Linked DNA regions of Sus scrofa: regions 1 and 3 are each linked to region 2. Evidence: chromatin contacts called from public Hi-C data. All regions are on one chromosome and are shown on one strand. The core of a region is the stretch at or near the end of the contact, and the rest is flanking DNA. Distances in the headings are between cores, read along the strand shown. Region 1 overlaps TNC (tenascin C). Region 2 has its middle 68 kb from the start of TNFSF15. Region 3 has its middle 30 kb from the start of TNFSF8.

Evidence for each region. Hi-C and Micro-C count contacts between places; a contact is called where the count stands out from the background.
Region 1: a Hi-C map of embryonic fibroblasts shows a contact between it and region 2, with 6 times the contacts expected there. The contact joins two enhancer-like sites. A contact is called at or near these places in 1 of 5 promoter capture datasets (liver), 24 of 47 Hi-C or Micro-C datasets (adipocytes, blood, brain and 14 more) and 2 of 2 datasets of contacts at active chromatin or transcription factors (alveolar macrophages and skeletal muscle).
Region 3: a Hi-C map of omental adipose tissue shows a contact between it and region 2, with 4 times the contacts expected there. The contact joins two enhancer-like sites. A contact is called at or near these places in 2 of 5 promoter capture datasets (fetal skeletal muscle and liver), 28 of 47 Hi-C or Micro-C datasets (adipocytes, adipose tissue, alveolar macrophages and 16 more) and 2 of 2 datasets of contacts at active chromatin or transcription factors (alveolar macrophages and skeletal muscle).

What each region holds. Positions count from the first base shown.
Region 1 is chr1:255,530,552-255,534,308 of Sscrofa11.1, forward strand. It overlaps TNC (tenascin C), which reads right to left. Exons shown (of 23, transcript NM_214230.1): 23 at 2,999-3,403. The coding sequence ends at 3,293. Among named protein-coding and RNA genes, the nearest start is that of TNFSF8, 73 kb to the left of the region's middle. Within about 2 kb of position 1,295, at least 22 of the 83 cell types and tissues checked have an H3K27ac peak or open chromatin away from gene starts, as enhancers often do. A contact at or near this core is called in embryonic fibroblasts, omental adipose tissue and retroperitoneal adipose tissue, where this site is marked.
Region 2 is chr1:255,279,587-255,283,207 of Sscrofa11.1, forward strand. No RefSeq gene overlaps it. Among named protein-coding and RNA genes, the nearest start is that of TNFSF15, 68 kb to the right of the region's middle. Within about 2 kb of position 1,360, at least 7 of the 83 cell types and tissues checked have an H3K27ac peak or open chromatin away from gene starts, as enhancers often do. A contact at or near this core is called in adipose tissue, embryonic fibroblasts, omental adipose tissue and 1 more, where this site is marked.
Region 3 is chr1:255,427,018-255,430,739 of Sscrofa11.1, forward strand. No RefSeq gene overlaps it. Among named protein-coding and RNA genes, the nearest start is that of TNFSF8, 30 kb to the right of the region's middle. Within about 2 kb of position 1,859, at least 11 of the 83 cell types and tissues checked have an H3K27ac peak or open chromatin away from gene starts, as enhancers often do. A contact at or near this core is called in adipose tissue and omental adipose tissue, where this site is marked.

The DNA.
Region 1 (3,757 bases), core at 45-2,544, 250 kb after region 2:
CCAAGCTCAAGTTCCCTGCCCTGGCTGCCGTGGGGAGGAGAGTGTTTTCCCCACGGCTTCCATGGTGGGAGGAAGGGTTCTCACCAATGGGAAAGTTTCCAAAACCAGAGAGGAGTTTGAATGGTGGGACGCCATCCAATGACCAAGGTCCACTCCAGGGAGCGAGGCGGGAATAGGGGCGTCAGGTGGTCACAAGAGTGGTACTGAGCACCTGGCACTCCCCGAGGGCTGGCCTGCCTGTCAGGGCCCCTGAGAAGAGTTTAAAGAGCAGGACTATTTCCAATGGCACGGGCAGTATGGAGGAGACCCATGAGGGCTAGCGTAGCCCCCCAGGGAGGAGCAGAGACCATCGGGAGGCCTGAAGGGGCAAGTGGGCATAGCAGTTGTCTGAAGCCTCGTGTGGAGGTAGTCAGTTGACAGGTGCTGCGCCTCTTATGAGGGAAACTCACCAGCATGATGCCAGCCCACCATGACCCGTAGAGATGGAGCTGGAGGACCAGTGCCCTGACTCTCCTTCCCGCCCCCTTCTCCAGCAGTCTCCTCCCTTCAATGTCCATGTGCTGCCCATGGAAGCCTGAGGGCAGGCGGGTCCATTGATCTAGTTCAGGTAGGGTAGCCCTTGGGACACAGAACAGGAAGGAGGTGTACAGATGGCAGAGGGGCAGAGGGAAGACCGAACACCCTGGGAGTTAATTCTCCATGAGAGCCTTGGAGTGCTTCATGAACTTGAGCTTGGACTGGGAGGGTAGAGTAGGATTTCAGGAGACCTTTCAAGATGAAGAAGGCTGCTTGAATGGAGCCACGGAGCTGGCCACTGAAGGGTGTTTGAGAAGCCCTGAGCTCACACTTCTGGCCAGAACCTGTGGAGCAGACAATGTATACCTACTGGGCAGGTTTCTAATGCCATGGCCTCAGACCTTCTGCCTACCTGGCCTCCACGTGGAGGCATCTATGACCTTCCAAAGGCCATGATTAAGGACTCTTGTTTGATGTGGCTTCTTCACCAAGAGAATTTGATTCTTGTGTGGCCTCTGGGGAATTCCTTACCAGCTTAGTTATATCTCTTTTTTGGGAGGGGCTGGGTTGGGAACTCCTAAATCAGCAGCCAGTAGAGGGTTAAACCTCCCATGTAAGGTTTGGTTGTTACAGGGAGCCAGTTTGTTTGGGTTAATACAGCAAGGCGAGTGTTGCTATGGCTGGATTGTAGGCAACAAGTCTTATGATCTGGAACAGCAAACTGTGTATATAACATGACAGCATTTATTAAAGCAAGATAAACTCAGCAGCAAAGGATCTGGCTGGAGCCACACATTCCTGCGATCCTGGCTTCTGAAGCCATCACATTCCATTTGAGTGAGGCCTATCAGCCCAAACATTTTCATTAAATAAGTCGATTTGTTGAAAATTCCTAAGAGAATGAACTGAGTATTGCCCCCCCCCCACTCCCACATCTGTATTTAAAAGAGAAATGTATCATGTGCGGTTCTGACTCACATTCACTGAGTACAAACAGATCTGCTTTGCCAGGCCGTGGGTTCCCCCATGAGCAGATGTATTCAGGCCAGACTGGGTGACACAGGGCTCCCTTCCTTTTAGGGGCCGATGAGTGCAGGAGAAGGACACAGTCCTAGCAGACATTCTTTCTAATTCACCAGGTTGCAGGAGCCTGATGAAGGATCCAGATAGCTGCCCCACACCCCTCATTGTGCAGCACTACTCTGTCACCATGGCACCCGTGTCCTCAGGGAAGGAGAGGTTTTCATCAGGGGCTTGGGGCAGAGCAAGAACACTGGGGCCAGAAGCCCTGAGTTTACATCCTGGTTCCATTGTTAATTGGGGAAGTAGCCACTGGCAAGTCCTTGCACTCCTGGTAACCCCAGTCCACTACACACACACATTTTTTTTTTTTTTGGTCTTTTTGTCTTTTCTAGGGCCACTCCCGTGGCATATGGATGTTCCCAGGCTGGGGTCCAATCGGAGCTGTAGCCACCAGCCTACGCCAGAGCCACAGCAACGAGGGATCCGAGCTGCGTCTGCGACCTACACCATAGCTCATGGCAATGCCGGATCCTTAACCCACTGAGCAAGGCCAGGGATTGAACCTGCAACCTCATGGTTCCTAGTCGGATTCATTAACCACTGAGCCACGACGGGAACTCCCAGTTGGCCATATATAAAGTGACGGTAGCAATAGCCGCACTCATGAGTGCTTGCCATCTGCCAGGCGTCATGCAAAGAGCGTCTGGGGATGGTATCATTTATTTCCCACAGAAATCCCATGGAACTGGAGAGGCAGCTCCCCCCTCTTTACTGATGAGGAAACTGAGGCCTGGAGAGGCCAGGGACTGAGGAATGGAGGAGCCAGGGTTTGAACTCAGGCCGTCTGCCTCTGGGGACTCTAACCCTTGCATGACCACAATTGTCACCTCATCTATGTCATGGAATTTTTAGGAGATTGCATTAGAAAATGAGTATAAAAATGTCACTTAAACCACAAAGCGTAAGTCTTGGGAGTGATGAGCAGGAAGCTGAATCTTACGTTATAAGCTTTTCCCAAACTTCTTCAACTTTGCTCAAAACGGTTTTCCTCCCTCAGTCCCTCTCCTTTTCGAAGTTCCTCACTTGGTTTGAACACTTGGCTTTGGTGGAATTCAGGCTCAACAATGAAAAGTACACCAACAGCCCAATTTAAAAGTACTTGTGCTTTTATTAAAAAAAAAAAAATACAATCAGGTACTGTCCAGATGTGTTTTGGAAAGGAAGACGTCTTTAAAAATCCTTAGTTTACATCATCATCATCATTATTATATTAATAATATTAATCATATCCTTAAAAATCGAAACAGTATTGCTTTTCTGAAATGTAAAAAAAAGGGACGGCTTCGGGACACACACGAAATCACTGCTAACAAAAATACCGATAATTAATTATACAGCTTTGTGTAAAATACGGCTGGTTCTAAACAAACTACACTGTACAGCCTACCCCACTCCCATTCCCAGAGCCACCCAAGAGAAGGAAAATCATTGTGATGCTGTCACCGGGAGATTTTTGCTGAATCAAACAACAAAATAGGAACCTGTTGGACGCTGTGGTCTTTGGTGTTGAAGGAAGTACTTGCAGGGTGGGCGAGGCCAGTGCTGCTGCCGCCGGCCCCCGCGGTCCATGTCACCTTTAACTTCTGCCAAATGCCCAGGTGTGGCGGGATGGTCGGACTGGTTGCATCAAAGCTTTGGTAAAATTATTTTCTTTCTCTGAGCCCTACTCCTCTCACCCAGTTGTCCCTGGAATTTATGCGCGTTTGCGCCTGCCTTCCAGATTCCGGAAGTTGCTGGGTCTCAGCTTCATCTCAGCAAACTGGATTGAATATTCATGGCCCTTCCAGTGGAACCAGTTGACACCCTGTGAAAAAGAGAAGAGCTCCAGATTGGTTCCCATTAGGCAAGGTGTTCACTGACCTGTTGTTTAGTTAATGGAACAAAAATGAGGTCTGTTTCAACTTGACCGTTTGGTAGCTCCCAGCTGTTTCTTGCCTCTTTGTGTATTGATCTGTGTAGCGAAAACTTTCAAAGGGGTGGACTGAATCGGACTCTTTTTTTTTTTTTTTTTTGCTTTTTATGGCTGCATTTCTGGCATACGGACGTTCCCAGGCGAGGGGTTGAATCGGAGCTACAGCTGCTGGCCTACACCGCAGCCACAGCAACACGGGATCTGAGCCGCATCTATGACCTACACCACAGCTTATGGCAATGCTGG
Region 2 (3,621 bases), core at 110-2,609:
AGTGTGGACTCTGAGGTCGGGTGGACGTGGCTTCAAGTTCTGTCACTTATGAGCTGTTTGATCTTGGATGAGTGAACTTTGGTGATCTTCAGTCTTTTTTATCTGTAAAATGGGGATAATTAATATTGCCTTCTGCAGAGTGTTCTGGTGGGGGTTGGGTTAAGCCATGCAAACCTTTTAGAATAGTGTTACTGTAAACAATACCCGATATTGTCATTTTGAGTAGTAGTAGAAAAAGAAATAGAGGATTGAAGCAGACTAAGCTTCAGGGTCCTATCTAGAAACAGTAGGAATACCCAAGTGGGTGATTAAAATTCTGCACATTTTTGTGAGGTTTGTGATCTGAGTAGAAGTTCACAAGATTGTCTCAGTATCCTTGCAAGGCTGGCAGGACCTTCCCTGTTACCCGTGAAAGAGCTGGTATTCAAGGTCCCATCTGCCCACTCTAGGGACAGAACTCAGGTGGCTTATTTGAGCCCTACCTTAAATGAGATCTTCCCTCTCACCTGTTCAGGTTCCAAAGGGATTTAAAGGAAAACAAAACAAAAAACCTCTAGGAATTGTCCTGAATGGGACATTTCCTCTCCACTGCAAAGACTCAACACAACCCACTTCTTTTTAGATTGATTAATATGGCTAATCGGGCACCGTTAGCATGTGGGGTCTTATATATATGTCGGGTTCAGGTTGGCAGCTGTGTTGATGTGAAGGTGATTTGCTTTTAATTCCTCTCAATTGTTTTATTTTCATAGGCTGTGGGAGAGATTGGGGTCTGAAAAAAAGGGCTTCTCCAATTTGTGCAGAAATCAGACATTCTCTTGTTCTTTTCTCTTAGAATTATCCAGTCATGCTTGAGAACACTTTAAATTTCTAAGAAGTTGCCATAGTTATAGCTTGGATTGTTTATTGAAATCAAAACATTGACATGTTAGGTTTTAAAAAGAAGTAACAACTTTTTGACAGTATAACTGGGTTGGGGAAATTACCTAGTCTTGGGCAGAGTTCAGCTAAAGTGCTACTGCTGATAGCAGGGCTGAGCTGTGCCAAGGGTTCAGGGATATGTGGACACTGAGCCCTGAGGGTTTCTGTGTTTCACATCAAAGAGAATGACCTCTGCTCTGGGTGGGCATTAGGGGCTGGGGGCTGGTCCTAGCTCTTGTTCTTGGTATGACCTCAGGCAAGTCACTTTTCCTCTTGGACCTTTATCACTGTTCCATATATAAATGAGGATGTTAGACCAAACAGTCTCAAAGATCCCTTTCACTTCTGGAATTTTAGGATTCCATGACTTTGCTTTTTGTAGCCTTGTAGCCCATTTGAAAACCATGCCCTTTCCATTTAAATCCACCAGAGGGCAATACGACCCATATTTTGACCCTGCCCCTGGTCTGAGAGGCCTGATCACCAAGCTAAGCATCGTGGAAGGGGAAAGATTGACCCAGTCCCTGCCTTTCATGGGAGGTAGATGGAAGAAGACACTATTTAAGTTGACCATTAGGTCTGCAGCTGACAAGGGGTTTTCACATCTATCGCCCTTTTTTTTTACCCTGTGGATAAAGGCCTAGAAATTTGCCATTTTATTTTATTTTAGTATTCTTACATTATTATTGTTTAAAAGATGTAAAATTTTCTAAATTTTGTAAAATTATAGCTAATTTACAATGTTCTGTCCATTTCTGCTGTACAGCGAAGTGACCCAGTCATCTGTATACATACACATTCTTTTTCTCACATTATCCTCCATCATGTTCCCTCGCAAGTGACTAGATACAGTTCCCTGTGCTATACAGCAGGATCTTATTGCTCATCCACTTTGCATCTACTAACCCCAAACTCCCGTCCATCCCACTCCCTCCCCCTCGGCAACCATTAGCCTGTTCTCCAAGTCCATGGGTTCGTTTCTTTTCTGTAAATAGGTTCATTTGTGCCATATATTAGATTCCAGGTATGTGATATCATATGGTATTTGTCTTTCTCTTTCTGACTTACTTCACTTAGTATGAGAATCTCTAATTTCATCCATGTTGCTGCAGATGGCATTATTTTGTTCTTTTTTATGGCTGGGTAGTTTCCATTGTGTGTGTATATCACATCTTCTTAACCCATTTATCTGTCGATGGACATTCAGGTTTTGATTTCATGTCAGCTCCCTGGGGCCAGATGCTATCTTCCTATTTCGCATGCCTGGGAGCCAAGGCCCACAGTATTGAAAGGACCTGCCTTGGGTTTCCAGTGGTGGACTTATCTCCTCATTCCACACTCAGTCTCTCCGATCATTTTCCAGTGGACTTCAGCAGGCTACCACTGTTGAGCTGAGAAGACAGTTTACATACAGGTTGACTGTGGCAAAGTTTGAATCCATATTCAGTAGGGTCAGGGGTAGGAACTGAGCTGAATAGGTAGACTAAAGCTTCTTTTGGGACTAAATGAACTGTAAAACGTGGTAGTTGACAGGAGCTCTAACAGTCCTGGTTCTAAGTTGCAGACAACAGAATTCACTCTGTTGAATTTTAGTAGCAAATTTAAGTAGCAAAGAATTTTCACATGGATTTTAGGAAACTCTGAGACTCCAGGAGGGCCAGAAAGCAAGAATCTGAAATTTGTGTAGCCAAAACAATGATCAATACCACTGTGGGGGCTTTCCTAGGGAAAAAAAATTCCCTGCCATAGCTGCTTGGCACTTCTGATGTTTGAGACTGGGTACCGCCATGGAAATTACTGTTGATTAAGGCCCTTCTGTGTGGGGCTTAATATCTTATCTCAGTTGATCCTACAGGGCTGGTGTCATTATCTCTCATTTACTGATGCTTGCTCAGTTAAACCCAGGCCTCTCTGATTTCAAAGTCTGGATTCCAACAGAAAGAGAGGATGTAGATGTTAGGCTGGAGTTAGGGTCTATTCCCAGTCCTGAGAGGATGAATTCAGGAGAAGTTCCTGGTATTTCTTACTGCCTTTGTAATGCTTTTTTTTCCCTAGTAACATGGAAGGAGAAGAATAGAAAAGAATGCTAAATTCTCATTTTTTTTCTTTGTTTAATCCTCTTCTGCCTTGGATAGACACAGAGACAAATAGAAATAGGCCCAAAGGAGGGGTGTATTTGACACTTTTTGGGCATTACTTGAATTTCTCTTGGAATAAAAAGTTGTTGGACTTGGAAAAGACCATGACATAGACTCATCCAATCCTTTTAGTTTATTAGGTGGGAAACCGAGGCTCAGAGCAGGAAATTAGCTGTTCAGAGTCACATAGGAAGATTGTAGCTTTCATATATCCAACAATTATTTAATGAGTGCCTGCTCTGTGCCAGACACTAAACTCAATATATGACAACTTCCTTGTTGCTATGGCGCTTTATGTAAATAGCCCATAGATAACCTTGCCTCTAGTTCTCAAACCTTAATCTGGAGCAAAAATACTTTTAGCTCTTTTTCTTAATTTTAAAAAATAATGATAATAAAGAATGACAGTAGGAGATGTTACAGGAAAAGAGCTTAACTTTATTAGTAAAAGGTACAAATAAGCATTCTTTTTCCTTCCTATCAAATTGCAATATTTAAGAAAAAAGACTATCTGACAATGGGGAAAGTATGTGGAATTCTTCTAGGCTCATACACTATTGAT
Region 3 (3,722 bases), core at 609-3,108, 150 kb after region 2:
TTAAGTGTTATCAATTATGCATATTCAAATAACAAAGCTATTTAAATAAAGACACCATAGTTCTTGAAGGTGGAGCACGGAAACATCAGATCCAGTGCAGGTTGTATATTTGAGTGTAAGAATGTAACCTTGTTTATTTAATAATTTTTATTTTTCCATTATAGTTGATTTACAGTGTTCTGTTGATGTCTACTGTACAGCAGAGTGACCCAGTCATACATATATATATAGTTTTTCCTTTCTTTTTTTTTTTGTCTCTTAGGGCCACACCCATGGCATATAGTTCCCAGGCTAGGGGTTGAATTGGAGCTACAGCTGCCAGCCTACGCCACAGCCACAGCAATGAGGGATCCAAGCTGCGTCTGTGACCTACACCCTAGTTCATGGCAACTCTGGATCTTTAACCCACCCAGCGAGGCCAGGAATTGAACCTGCGTCCTCATGGATGCTAGTCAGATTTGTTTCTACTGAGCCACGATGGGAACTCCCGTATATTCTTTTTCTCACATTATCCTCCATCATGTTCCATCCCAAGTGACTAGATATAGTTCCCTGTGCTATACAACGTGATCCCATTGCTTGTCCATTCCAAATGCAATAGTTTGCACCTATTAATCCCAAACTCCCAGTCTGTTCCACTTCCTCCTCCTCCCCCTTGGCAACCACAAGTCTGATCTCCAAGTCCATGAGTTTCTTTTCTGTGGGAAGGTTCATTTGTGTCATATATTAGATTCCAGATATAAGTGATATCATACAGTATTTGTCTTTCTCTTTCTGACTTCACTTAGTATGAGTCTCTGGTTCCATCCATGTTGCTGCAAATAAGAATGTAACTTTGGCAGCAGGAAATTGAGCCTTCTTAAGCATCTTCTTGCTTTGTCCTCATCTTGATGTGTGAATCCCATGACAGGTTGTGGCCTTTCTTCCCTTGTCTACTTCTGTGCCTGATGCTGTGTGCAACAGGCCAGCTGGTAAAATGAAACTAGTCGTAAGAGCAGAAGGCAAAGTCAAAAGGTCACGCAGTTATGTCATCTCTGCCCCCAGTGGAGGGAATGAAATGATGAAATACTTTAGCTGGTTTTTCCCTTGGAGCCTTCCGGGGGTGAAGGGAGATAAGACTTCAATGCAACATGTTCCTAATTCTCTGTGCTGATATCCTTAGCATTAATTCCTTGTCTCACTGCTGATGAAATCTGCTTTTTCTGAGTGCTGACTTTGTGCCAGACTCTGATCTGGGTGCTGGGGATTCAGATGAGGATTCTTGCCTTCCAGATGCTTCACTCTAAGGGGGAAAAAAGACATCCAAACACCAATGCTCCAGTGCTGCCATGAGGGAAACGCAGGGAGGGGACTCCCAACACTCCATCTGCCAAATAATTGATTGCCTTTTCCAGTTTTCCCTTAAGTATGAAATCACGCCCTGAGCATTTGTCTCACAGACACCATTGTTGGTCCAATGGCTTGTTGTTCTGGACACAGATGGAAGGTGGCTTCGGCAAGTCCGAGGAATGTTCATTTCTCTCAAACGTGCTGTTGTTTTTCCTCTGCTCCTCTCCCCACAGTGACACTCCTTGGTGAATATGGGATATAGTAAAATTACCTCACATTTGTATACTTTTCAAGCTTACTGTATGTTTGTTCTCCCCCAGCTTTGATAAGGATTATGCTTTTCATTTTATGGCTGAGGAAATTTAAGTTTAAAGAGTGTCTGTGACTCATCAAGATCCTAATGTTAATGATTGCCTGAGCTGGGACTCCAACTCGGGCCTCCAAACTGTCCTTTCCCATCCGCTGCCCTCAGCAGACTTGTTTTCTCTCTTCCTCGGCCACAGGGAAAGTACACGCCCTCCCTGTGCTCTCTCCAAAGCTTGCAACATATTGGCCAACACTTCATCCCAGCTCTTGCCTAAGATTCCCAGGGGAGAGAGCGGGACCAAAAGCAAATTTTAAAAACTCAGTAATGACAATTACAAATGAATACCGGCATTGTGACTTAATGATGCTTTTGGCAGTGTCTAGAGCCGAACATTTGTTTAAGCAGCAGAAGGGAAGGCAGATCCATTTCCCAAAGTCAGTTTGGAGGTGGAGGGGGAAACAGGGAACTATGATAGATGCAGATGAATCTCCACTCACTAGGGAAAGCCATGTAAACCAGTGTACAAACTGGTGCATGGGAACCTCTCTCAGATCTTGTTCAAATTCAGGTTCTGTTTTAGTAGGTCCAGGCGGCTGTGAGATTCTGCATCGTCACCAAGCTATCTGGTGATACGAGAACTATTGTTCCTGGACACTATGTGGACAACATGGATTTAAACCACACACCTTTAAACTTAAAGTTTGGGTTCTCAATCCTGATGCCTGAGTCCTAATCCTAGAAATCTAATTCAATTGGTCTGGATGTGGCCTGGGCAGGAGAATCTTAAGAAGTCTATCAGTTTGTTCTAAGGTACACTAAAATTTGATTTAAATTCTCTAGGGTGAGTATCCCCACTTAGAAAATGATTCCAGTAGCATATAGCCACCTTATAGGAGTAGGAAGAGATGGATTACATAGCGAACATTACACCTAGCTTATAGAAAAGTCTCAACAGAGTAAGTGAGGGTGTGTCTTTTCCCCTTCGGAGTTCTCTGATGGCACAGAGAACTGCTTTCTGAAAATTTCACCTTTCTTTAATTAACATTCTTACTCTCCTGAGTGATAGTAACACTCTCTCATAAGAAAAAGGTGGCTTTCAATTTAAAGTTCTATATTTAGTAAGGAGTTTTTACTTCTTATTTTTATTTTTTGGTGGCTATATGATATCTTTTGATATCTTTTCCCTAGAACGAGGCCTGTTTTTAAAGAGATTTTCTTCGGTGATTTATTTAAGAAATACAGCTGTTGAATGGCTGTCTTTTATATCAGGAACTGTGCTGGGGTTTGAGGACCCAGTGTTGACTGAGATTGATAGGGTTCCTGCTTTCGAAGAGTTCAGATTTTTTTTTTTCTTTTTTTTTTAGGGCCGCACCTGGGCCATATGGAGGTACGGAGGATCTATGGCTGCTGCCTACACCACAGCCACAGCAACACAGCATCCAAGCCGTATCCTCGACCTACACCACAGCTCTCGGCGGCGCTGGCTCCTTAGCCCACTGAGCGAGGCCAGGGATCAAACCCACGTCCTCATGGATACTAGTCGATTTCGTTTCCACTATGCCAAGATGGGAACTAGAGGAGTGTGGATGCTGGAGAGGAGCTATAGAGAAAACCGAGGTTGGACTGTAGGTGTCATGCACTTAGAGGTGGGACAGGTGTGGGAGAAGACAGCAAGGAGTTAGGTGAGGCCAGAGGCGTCAGAAAAACTTTGTTGAGCAGATCAGAATAACGGTAGGAGTTAACTAGGCAAAAGAGAGTGAAATAGGTATTCCAGGCAGAAGGAAGAACATGTGTAAACAGCTGGTGGGAAGGCTCTACCCCGAAGGCTTGAAGAATTGGGGGAAGTTCAGTGTTATTTGAGCATAGAATGTGGGAGGTGGGAGGTGGGTGTGAAGGCATGAAGCTGAAGAGAAAGGCAGGATCTAGATAGAGCAGAGGTGGTTTGGAGAGCTTGGATTTTAGGAAGGCTGAATTTGTAGTGATTGGAGTGTGACTGTTGAAATGTGGATGTTGACAGACAGAGGCTTGAACCCCAGCTCTACCACCCCCCGGCTGCGTGATGTTGGCCATGCCATTTAGTGTCTTT